Linked DNA regions of Zea mays: all the other regions are linked to region 2. A link is a contact called in public Hi-C data. All regions are on one chromosome and are shown on one strand. Each heading gives the region's core, a stretch centred on a gene start, on an enhancer-like site or on the middle of the called end of the contact. The rest is flanking DNA. Distances are from core to core; before and after follow the strand shown. Region 1 holds the start of LOC103635287 (ABC transporter B family member 11). Region 2 holds the start of LOC100192576. Region 3 holds the start of LOC103635288 (programmed cell death protein 5).

Region 1 (3,217 bases), core at 182-2,681, 360 kb after region 2:
TTTGTGCATAATTTTAGTTTTTTCTGTTTATAGGTGGGAATGACGGCTATGGAACCTGATGCTTTATATAGTAGAGAAGAAAAGCGCAATAGTGAACATGCCTATGAACTTACTTGTTTGTAACCACTGAGGTAAAAAAGGAGTATTTATGATTATACCCCTCTTCAGTGTTGCAATTGTGATTTTATTCCTTGTTTTTTAACTTTACAATTTTACCACCTCGTTCTTAAAAACAAAGCGCTATCATACTCCTTGCGCAGCTGAAAAGGGGGGGAAAAGAGATGACCAAAACTTGCGACGAGTTCATCTTTTACTGTCTTTTATTCATGTGCATTGATTCCGTGAATCATCTTTTATTGCGATTTTTTGTGCAGTGATTTGGCCCCGTGTTTTAGAAACGCCGTTGAATTTGGTCCTGCCGAATAGTCAACGTTGGGTGGGAATTTGGTCCTGTCGATGTAGCCATTAGAGAAGAGGTTTGGTTCTCCCGAACAGATATTGTTTTTCTAAGTTGTAGAGATATAGACAGATAAGGGTTTGATCCTACTGAATAGACATTGTCTTTTTAGACCGTAGAGATGTAGATAGAGAAAAATTAGATATATACTAAATACCTTCTTTATTGTTCATTTTATATTTCTAGAAGTCAACTTATATTAATTTTGGTTAGTTTTATAGAAAATATTGTTGATTTTATATCCCTAAATATATTTATTATAAAAACATATAATGTGACTAACATAAAAGTATTAAACTTTTTATACATATTTGGTGAAAGTTTAGATTAGTTGACTTATATATTTATTATAAAAAACATATAATGTGACTAACATAAAAAATATTATTTTTTATATATATGGTTAAAGTTTAGATTAGTTGACTTTTTCCAACATGGTATAGAGTAGTGACGGCCACATGAATTAAAGATAACCTAGGGGCCTGTTCGGTTACATCGGAACGAGACTAGAAACTATTCTAGATGATTAATTAAATACAAATTAAACTATCATTTCAAGTAGAATTGTTCGGATGTTGAATCCGGAATAACCGAACAGACCTAGATAAGATTATCAACTGCTAACAACCATATGCGAGATTATCAGCTGGAATCAAATATTTAGACTTGCGTGCTCCCTCCAGCGGCAAAGGCAGTGGTGAGTCCGTCTCTGGTATAGAGATTTATTTTGGAATTGAGGTGTATGTCTATAGAGATAGGGAAATTTGGATCCATACCATTAAAAGATCACCACTTTGGATCCATACCATTACTATCTCACTTACATGTGGGTCCACATAAGTCAATGACATGTGGGGTCCATGGTATATATCTAAAGTTTGGATCTTTTAATGGTATAGATCCAATTGTTCCATAGAGATATGAGACGTAGACGTAGTACAGATTAGCAATTTAAATCGCAGTTGCAGTTGCAGCCCGCTACACGCTCCAAAATCCGGTGGCCGCCTGCCCGCCTCTGCTTCCTCCCGCCCCGCGTGCGAGAGTCCCCGGAATCTGCACTCCCGCGGCCGGCCCCCGCCGCTATAAAGCGCGCCTTGCTCTACCCCAGCGATGCAACGCCCGTATCGTCGAGCACGCGGAGCCGAGGAGAGAGAGGGATGGCCTCACCAGCACCAGAAGCCCTGGAGGAGGAAGAGAAGGGAGTGGTGGGTCTGCACCGGCTGTTCCGGTTCGCGGACGGCGTGGACGCGGCGCTCATGGCCGTGGGGGCCGCGGGGGCTGTCGCCAGCGGCGTGGCGCAGCCGCTCATGACGCTCGTCTTCGGCGAGGTCGTCGACGCCTTCGGCTCTGCGTCCCGCCATGACGTACTGCACCGCGTCTCCGGGGTGTGCATCGAATCTCGATCCTCGTTGGACTGATGAATGTTAGTGATGATAAATCTCGATCTCCGGGGTGCATCTTATACTGATGAAATATTAGTTATTCAGATGCTCAACTATTCGGGTGATCTGGTATTCTGATCACACATTCACATTTCACACGGGTAGTGCTAGTTACTACTTACTACTAAGCACGTGGCACTCCATAGTTCATTTCGAACATGTGAAGTAAATTAGTAAATAAAATAGGACTGTTATCCATTGTACTGCTTGTGATCCCATTGTTTGCTGGATAACATCTTCCTGCGATGGAAACAGATGGGATTCATCCTCGACTAAAATCTTTTACACTGCTGTTTCAGGTGTGCCTGAAGTTCTTCTATTTGGCCATTGGGTCATGGTTTGTTTGCTTCCTACGTGAGTACTAGTATTTCCTCAATCCTCAGTGGTTTATTGTGTTTGTTTATGCTTTAGTCAGCCTTTATAGTGATGAATATTAGTTTTTCAGTCACCCACTAAATCTTATTAACCTTCAGAATGGAAAAGAATGAAGCACGGTTTTGCACCTAGCCCATGTGACCATGTATACGAAAAATTATAGGAATGGGAACCAATTTTACTTCGTGAAAGTCTATTCACGTGATGGTATGTTATTCATATTGCCATAAGCCTATAACTGAAACCAAGAAATCCCGTAGTAACTTTATCTTCTTTCAGAAAGGAGAAACATTAACCAGGTTTGTAATAGGCTACTTAGATCCACTATTTTCTGCAGCATAGATACTGCCAGAGGCATCTAAGGTGTTACTCTTTTTCATTGTTTTGAGGCACTGCCAGTTATAGATTAGCACTAAGGTGTTAGTGTTTTTTATTGTTTTAATAGAGGTTGCATGTTGGATGATCACTGGAGAAAGACAAGCAGCTCGCATACGAGGTCTCTATCTTAAAGCTCTATTGAGACAAGACATTGCATTTTTTGACAAGGAAATGACCACTGGACAATTGGTTGAGAGTATGTCCGGAGATACAATACTTATCCAGGATGCAATTGGCGAAAAGGTTGACCCATGTAACTGTAAACACATCATTGTCAGCTTGTGCATTGTGATGCTGGTTCATATTAACTTTACTAAAGCGACGAAGCACATAGGCAGCGTGTTTGTATCTAATGATTTAAACTTATCTTCTGTGTTTCGAATTAAGGAGTATAAATTATCCTTATATGCGAATATGTGATTGCAAATTGTGGTGATCTGATGTCTGTTCTGGATAGTCAACTCAAATATTCGTTTCCATTCCAGGTTGGGAAGTTTATACAGCTTACTGCCACATTTGTTGGAGGGTTTGCGGTTGCTTTCTCTAAAGGATGGCTTTTAGCTGC
Region 2 (3,019 bases), core at 363-2,862:
ATACTTTTATCTTTTCTTGAACCTTTGCTCTTGCTTCTTGACTGTTTGAGTTTTCATCAACCTCTACTGAGGCTATAGATGCTAGAGCAAGCTGGCCAACGTAATCTTCAAAATAGTCACTTCCAAAAATCATCCCAAAGACAGCAGCAGGATCCACCATGTTATCCCTGAATGAGTTGTAAAACAACTAAGAAAGTAAGAAAATGATTAACAGAATAATGCACAAGCAATTTACATCCTCTTTTTTTGCATAGAAGCAATGAGCAACATTCAGTTGCCTGCTTTCCCTAAAACAGGCATTCTTTTATAGCTCGCACACTGTGATGCTATGTATCCATCCTAAGCACTATCATGTTCTATGCCCCAAAGCAGATAAATCACTTCAATCTGAATAATCATGAGCAGACTGCCTTTTTTTCAGAAAATATATACTTAATATTTACCAAATATCAGAAATGAATCATGACTTACTGGGGAATACCCTCCTTTCCATACTTATCATAAGCCTCCTTTTTCCCAGGATCACTAAGAACTTGATAGGCCTCTCCAAGTTCCTGTTAAGACCAAGTGATTTAGTTCAATATTTTGTAGCAGTCAGAACATACAGAGGTCATACCAATCCGTCCCAAAGATTATGCATGCACAATACCAGTCGACAGTTTAGGTATTTCAATTGGAGAAAGATCAAACTCAAACTAGTAAAAAACCAATATCGTATCACATTCAGAAAATGAAGCACCGTCAGTGATGGGAAACTAATAACCAAACACTGTCACATGGGAAACTAAGAAAAGATGGCACCCTGCAAAGCTATGGTATCCCTAGAAAATCAAAGCAACCTTTAGAACATTGATGATTTAATTGTGTAGCCAAAAGGCCTCAATGTTGGCTTGTTTCAGAGAATTTTATCTTCCGATGGACACATGGTATTCGAGGGCAGTCAATGGTCTTATACATAACGGATCCCACAGGGAGAACCTACCTGGAACTTGAGTGCGGCGTCAGGGTTCCCGGGATTCTTGTCCGGATGCACCAGCTTCGCCTGAAGAAAACAGGCACCCAAGCAATTGAGAAAAAAAGGCGAGTCCACTAGCTACCTATCCGCGTCACAACATGCAAGCGAGGAGGGGCGCGGCCGAGGCGTAAGGAGATGGTGGGGGTCACCTTGATGTAATACGCCTTCTTGATCTCGGCGGAGGACGCGTCGACGCTGACCCCTAGGACGTCGTAGTAGGCGCTGTCCTTCACCATGGCAGGCAGCTCCTGGATCTCGCCGCCGGCAGCACAGCACTCAGAGCTACATGCACCAAGAGACGGGTATTAAAAATGCAAGCGGCAATGGAGGAGGCAGACGCTAATCGACGGGGAAGAAGGGACGGATCTTGGAGAGGGAGAGGGAGAGGCCGATACCGCCGGGGTCGCTAGAGCCTTCTGGGAGGTTCCCGGGGTCGACGTGAAGAACAACAGGAATGGAGTCACCGGATTTGGGGAAACCAATCAAATCTTCTGGGAAACCAAGCAGAGTAGGGGGAGCGGAGAGGGCGGAGAACGTAGAACGCGATGCGGTCGTCGTGCTGCGGAGGAGGACGCGGGACAGACAGAGAGCAGACAGGTGGAGCCGTGGAGGTGGAGCAGGCCGACAGCGGTTCCTCTTCCGGCCGTGGCAACACTACACTAGAGTGAAAACGGGCGCATTGGTCTGGGCCAGGCCTTTCCGTGTGGCAGGCAGAGGCAGGGTGGATTGCCGCTGCCCCTCCTCCTCCCCTGCTGGGGCCTGGGTGGTGATGAAGTAGTGACTGATGACTGGTGAGCAGTGACCGAATGATGCTGTGATTGAATCCATGCATGGATGACAGACAAGCTAGCACCCAGCAGGGAAAGTGCCGATTAGCAGATAGGAAATGCTATTCATCATAACATCAAAAAAACATGGTAGGATTCATGAAATACTGTAGGGCTACGTGGCTTTATTTGATAGGCTTAGATGCTGCCACCGTCTAAAATCGGACAAAATACTCGTGACTCGTGAGCTCGCTCAGACTCGTGGTTAGTTCGGCTCAGCTCGACTCGGCTCGTTTCAATTTTATTACGAGCTAAGCTAACATCTCAGCTCGGTTCGTTAACGAGCCAGCTTGACACGAGCTCGTGCCAGCTCGTTAGCTCGAATGAGCTAGTATTTATCTGTAAAACAAAGTCTATACTTGTATTGGATGAATTAATAAGTGATGAACTATGTTAGTTTAGGGTTTAACTGATGTGATATATAAAATATGAGTATTGTTAGCCTTTTCTAGTATTAAATTAGTATGAAATTAACTAGCAATTGATTATATTGTTGTATATATACCTGTATACTATTTTTTGTTGGGCTCGCGAGCTAAACGGGCTAGCTCGAGCTCGCAAACGAGCTGAGCTGGTTCTCTGGCTCGGTTTCTTAACGAGTCGAGCCGAGCCAGCTTGTTCTCTTAGGATACATTTGGTTGGAGAGTCAAATAGAATAGAGTGGCTCCATACCAGTATTTGAGAATGTAGCCGTTCTATTCTGTGTTTGGCAAGAAGAGCAGAGCCGCTATATTTTTTGTTTGGTTGAAGAGTAGAATAGAGCGGAGCCGTTTCATTCTTTGTTTGGTTTGAGAGTCGTATGAGTGTAGAGGGGAGGAGAGGAGGGAGAGCACTCACGTCCGAGAGAGCGCTCACATTCGGCCGTTTTTTGGAGCGAGAGTATTTCAACTACTTATAGTAAATTTCTATATGAAGATCTGATAGCCGTTCCACTCTTATTTTGTTGGAAACCAAACGCTCAGAAAATTGGAATGAAACCACTCTATTCTCCCCCGCTCCTCAACCAAACGGTTGGTTAACAAGCCAGCTCAAGCTCGGTCGAGCCGAGCCGAGCTGACTCGATATCTACGCCTAACTGCCACTGCCAGCTGATTCAACCGGTTACTCACTCTCATATCGTCTGCGTCACAATCACAGGCAAAACCACGAGGCCGTTTGATCGATAATTTTTATAAAC
Region 3 (3,178 bases), core at 210-2,709, 290 kb after region 2:
GAGGATGAATCAGTGCAACATCTTTTGATTTCTTGTGTCTTCTCTAGGGAAGTGTGGTTTAGGATTTTCTCCATGGTTAATCTGCGGCATTTCTCCGCCACAAGGGCTGATTTGGTTTTCCAAGATTGGTGGGCTAATTTGGAGGGCAAGGTCCCTCATGTGCTGTGCAAAGGGATTAACTCCCTTGTGATGTTGGTGGCATGGTGGCTTTGGAAGCAGCGGAATAAATGTGTGTTTGAAGGGGATGCTCCTAGTGGCAACCAAATTATACAGAACATCAAAGATGATGCTCAGAGGTTGTGTCTGGCAGGTGCCAAAGATTTGTGCACCATCTGGCCTTAGTTTAGGGGCAGTTGTTGACGTCTTTTGGCTGTCTTCTATAAAATGTTTATGTGTATTTTTGTTTCTGGCCACCGTAAGGTGGGTTTTCCTTTTTCTTTTGCTTTTTACACTATACTCTGGTCTTCTTTAGACCATTGTTGTTTCTTCTATCTTCTTAATATATTTAATGCGAAGTTCTACTGCTCGTTTTAGAAAAAAAAAGATATAAAGGCACACAAAACACGACAGAAGAGATGGAAGGAATCCTCCAACCCTAACAGAATGATACTGCCTCTGTTCCAAATTATAAGATGTTTTGGTATTTTCTAATCGATAGCTTTTGCTATACACTATGTCTAGATGCATAGTAAAAAGAGTGTATCTAAAAAAAGTCAAAACATCTTATAATTTGGAACGAAGAGAGTACCAGATATGAACATGGCACACACAACACGACAAGGTATGAAAGGAACACGAGCCTCAAAATTACTCTCAGGAAGCTTGCATGAGCAGCTTCAAATAACAACACTCCAGCTCATCTCTAAAGCTCGCAAAACCACTAAATTTTCCCCGTTATTCAGTAATTTTCATCGTTTGGACTTTGAACCAGAACAATGACAAAGGTATTCAAAACATCAACTGCTCAGTCTAGAGTGCTAAACTAGATTGGGCGCAGGTCTCCTTGTGCTTTCTCAGACAACTAAACCAGTAGGGAATGAATCCGAGCGAGGCATTAAGCATAAGAACAGGGATCAGGATGAGTAAGTAATCAAACAACTCATCACAAAGGGGAATCGCAGACCGCAGCCCATCAGATACGTGATCTTCCCACTAAAACAGAACTTAAACCCTAAGATTCAAACACAGACAGAAGGCCACAGATCCTCGCAACCAAGAATAAATGGAAATCACAGCGCCAATCTCACCATCTTGCGCGCGCGCAGCCGAGAGATCGCAAGGCTCTGAGCTCCGAACCTCACTTGAGCGGGGACGGCGTCCACGGTGTGCTCTGGCAGAAAACAGCGAATCGAGCTTCTTCTTTTCCGCGTGTGTGCAACGCCGAACCCCAACGTCTTATCTCAACCATCCGATCTGAAGTCCCTTCTCCACGCCGTCCGATCGGAACATCGACATCCCTTATTCCTTTGGTGAGAGCCGTGATGCCAATGTGTACATACCTGTCGTCGGTTAGTTATCCATATACGCACGGAGTATAAAATCTACCTATACTCATATACTCATACTTGTATGGGTAATTTTATCCGTCGGATAACCTAGTACCCGCTAAGAAGATATCAAATTATAATATTTTGATTATTCAAAATATCAAATAAATATAAAAAATAAGTTTATCTTAAAATATAACAAACCATATAATTATATAACTTGATAGTAAATAAACAATAGTCAAAGAAGGTTTTTATTTTAACTAAGATAGATTTTATTAGATAATAATAATAATAATAATATACATATATATTCTATACATGGTATGCGAGTATGGATAGTATCCACCTGTATCCGTTACCTAATGGGTAGAGATTGTTGTCTACTAATGTACCTGTGGTATAAAAGTTATCTTATAGCCGCTTATATATCGGGTAAAACACGTTCCGGTTTTGGTACCCATTACCATCTGATATTGCAGCATCTCGCTGGCCTACAGGTGGGCCCAAAGGTACCTCTCTCTCCACAGTCCACACCTTCTCTATCTTTTTTTCTATTCCCATTTCCATTCTCGCACCGCATCCACCGCGCCGCCGCGAGAGAGGGTGAGTACTGAGGAGGAGGGTTTCCGATGGAGAACGGCGAGGATACGTTCGCCTCCCCCACCGCCGCCGCCGCGGACTTCTCCACCAACGGCGGGGACGGCACGCCCAAGCTCCACGACGCGGCGGACGAGATCGAGTCCCTCCGCGCGGCGAAGCGCGACCTGGAGGAGAAGCTCGATGCCGTGCGCCACGAGAACCAGTTCCTGTCCTCCGAGTCCCGCCGCCTTGAGGTTCTCGTGTCCCAGGCCCGCGAGGAGGTCGCCGCCGCCGAGCAAGGTGCTGCCACCAACGAGAGCGAGGCCGCCACGCTCCGCAGCGAGGTCGAGCGCCTCCAGGATCTCCTCGCCGCGGAGAAGGCTAGCCATGAGGAGGAGATGCGCAGGGGTGCACGGCTCGGGGACCAGCTGCAGACCGCGTACCAGGAGAAGGCCGCCCTCGAGGAGGAGATCGAGACCCTGAAGGGTTCCGCCACTGCCGAGGGCAAGGGCGTGGAAGAGGGATGTGATTCTATTGCTGCCAGGGCCGGGACGCCTAAGGATCAGGGCGTGGTGCCTCCCGCACTGGTGGCTGCCGCGGCTGCTGGAGCAGCTGCCACGGCTGGCATCGCAGTGGTCTTGTTCAACCTCAAGAGGTAATCTGGTGGTCCGTTGCGCGGAAGTTTTGATCTGCTGCTATGGCCTATATGAGAATGGGTTAACCGTTTTGTTAGTGTCACTGGAGTCGTAGTAGTAGTATCTTTACTATCAGCTGGATAATAGACTAGATGAACATGTATGGCACGTACCTTTACTTTCTGAAGTTTTCAATGATAATAAGAGTCGTGAACACAAACATGAGGGATAATTGAGTTCTTGTCTGGTCTTTTGAGTTGCACCTGATTCCAGACTTTGAATTATTATGACTTGGATGGTTTGTACTGTTAGAGGAAAGATGGTGCTACTTTGTTTAGTTGATGCCTGAGATGTTTTTTTATTGCAAATTTGAAATATGCATGATTGTTTGCATGTATCTCACAGCTTGATGCTTGTAGAGATGTTTGTTGGATGATATGCTGACTGCTAGGCTATATCGCTAGTAATTGAAGA

What was found. A called contact is a pair of places that touch in the nucleus more often than the background predicts.
Region 1: a contact with region 2 is called in a Hi-C map of tassel, with 3 times the contacts expected there. The contact joins the promoter of LOC103635287 here to the promoter of LOC100192576 in region 2. A contact is called at or near these places in 2 of 25 Hi-C or Micro-C datasets (ear and tassel).
Region 3: a contact with region 2 is called in a Hi-C map of ear, with 2.4 times the contacts expected there. The contact joins the promoter of LOC103635288 here to the promoter of LOC100192576 in region 2. A contact is called at or near these places in 4 of 25 Hi-C or Micro-C datasets (ear, endosperm, leaf and 1 more).

The regions. Positions count from the first base shown.
Region 1 is chr8:64,998,370-65,001,586 of Zm-B73-REFERENCE-NAM-5.0, forward strand. LOC103635287 (ABC transporter B family member 11) reads left to right here and starts at 1,432. Exons shown (of 12, transcript XM_008657780.3): 1 at 1,432-1,842; 2 at 2,199-2,253; 3 at 2,720-2,895; 4 at 3,138-3,217. The coding sequence starts at 1,615.
Region 2 is chr8:64,633,646-64,636,664 of Zm-B73-REFERENCE-NAM-5.0, forward strand. It overlaps LOC100192576, which reads right to left and starts at 1,613. Exons shown (of 9, transcript NM_001137791.2): 1 at 1,165-1,613; 2 at 983-1,042; 3 at 472-554; 4 at 5-167. The coding sequence starts at 1,251.
Region 3 is chr8:64,921,400-64,924,577 of Zm-B73-REFERENCE-NAM-5.0, forward strand. It overlaps LOC103635288 (programmed cell death protein 5), which reads right to left and starts at 1,460. Exons shown (of 7, transcript NM_001352153.1): 1 at 1,248-1,460. The coding sequence starts at 1,250. LOC100191935 (VIP1 protein) reads left to right here and starts at 2,090. Exons shown (of 1, transcript NM_001137359.1): 1 at 2,090-3,040. The coding sequence starts at 2,120. The coding sequence ends at 2,728.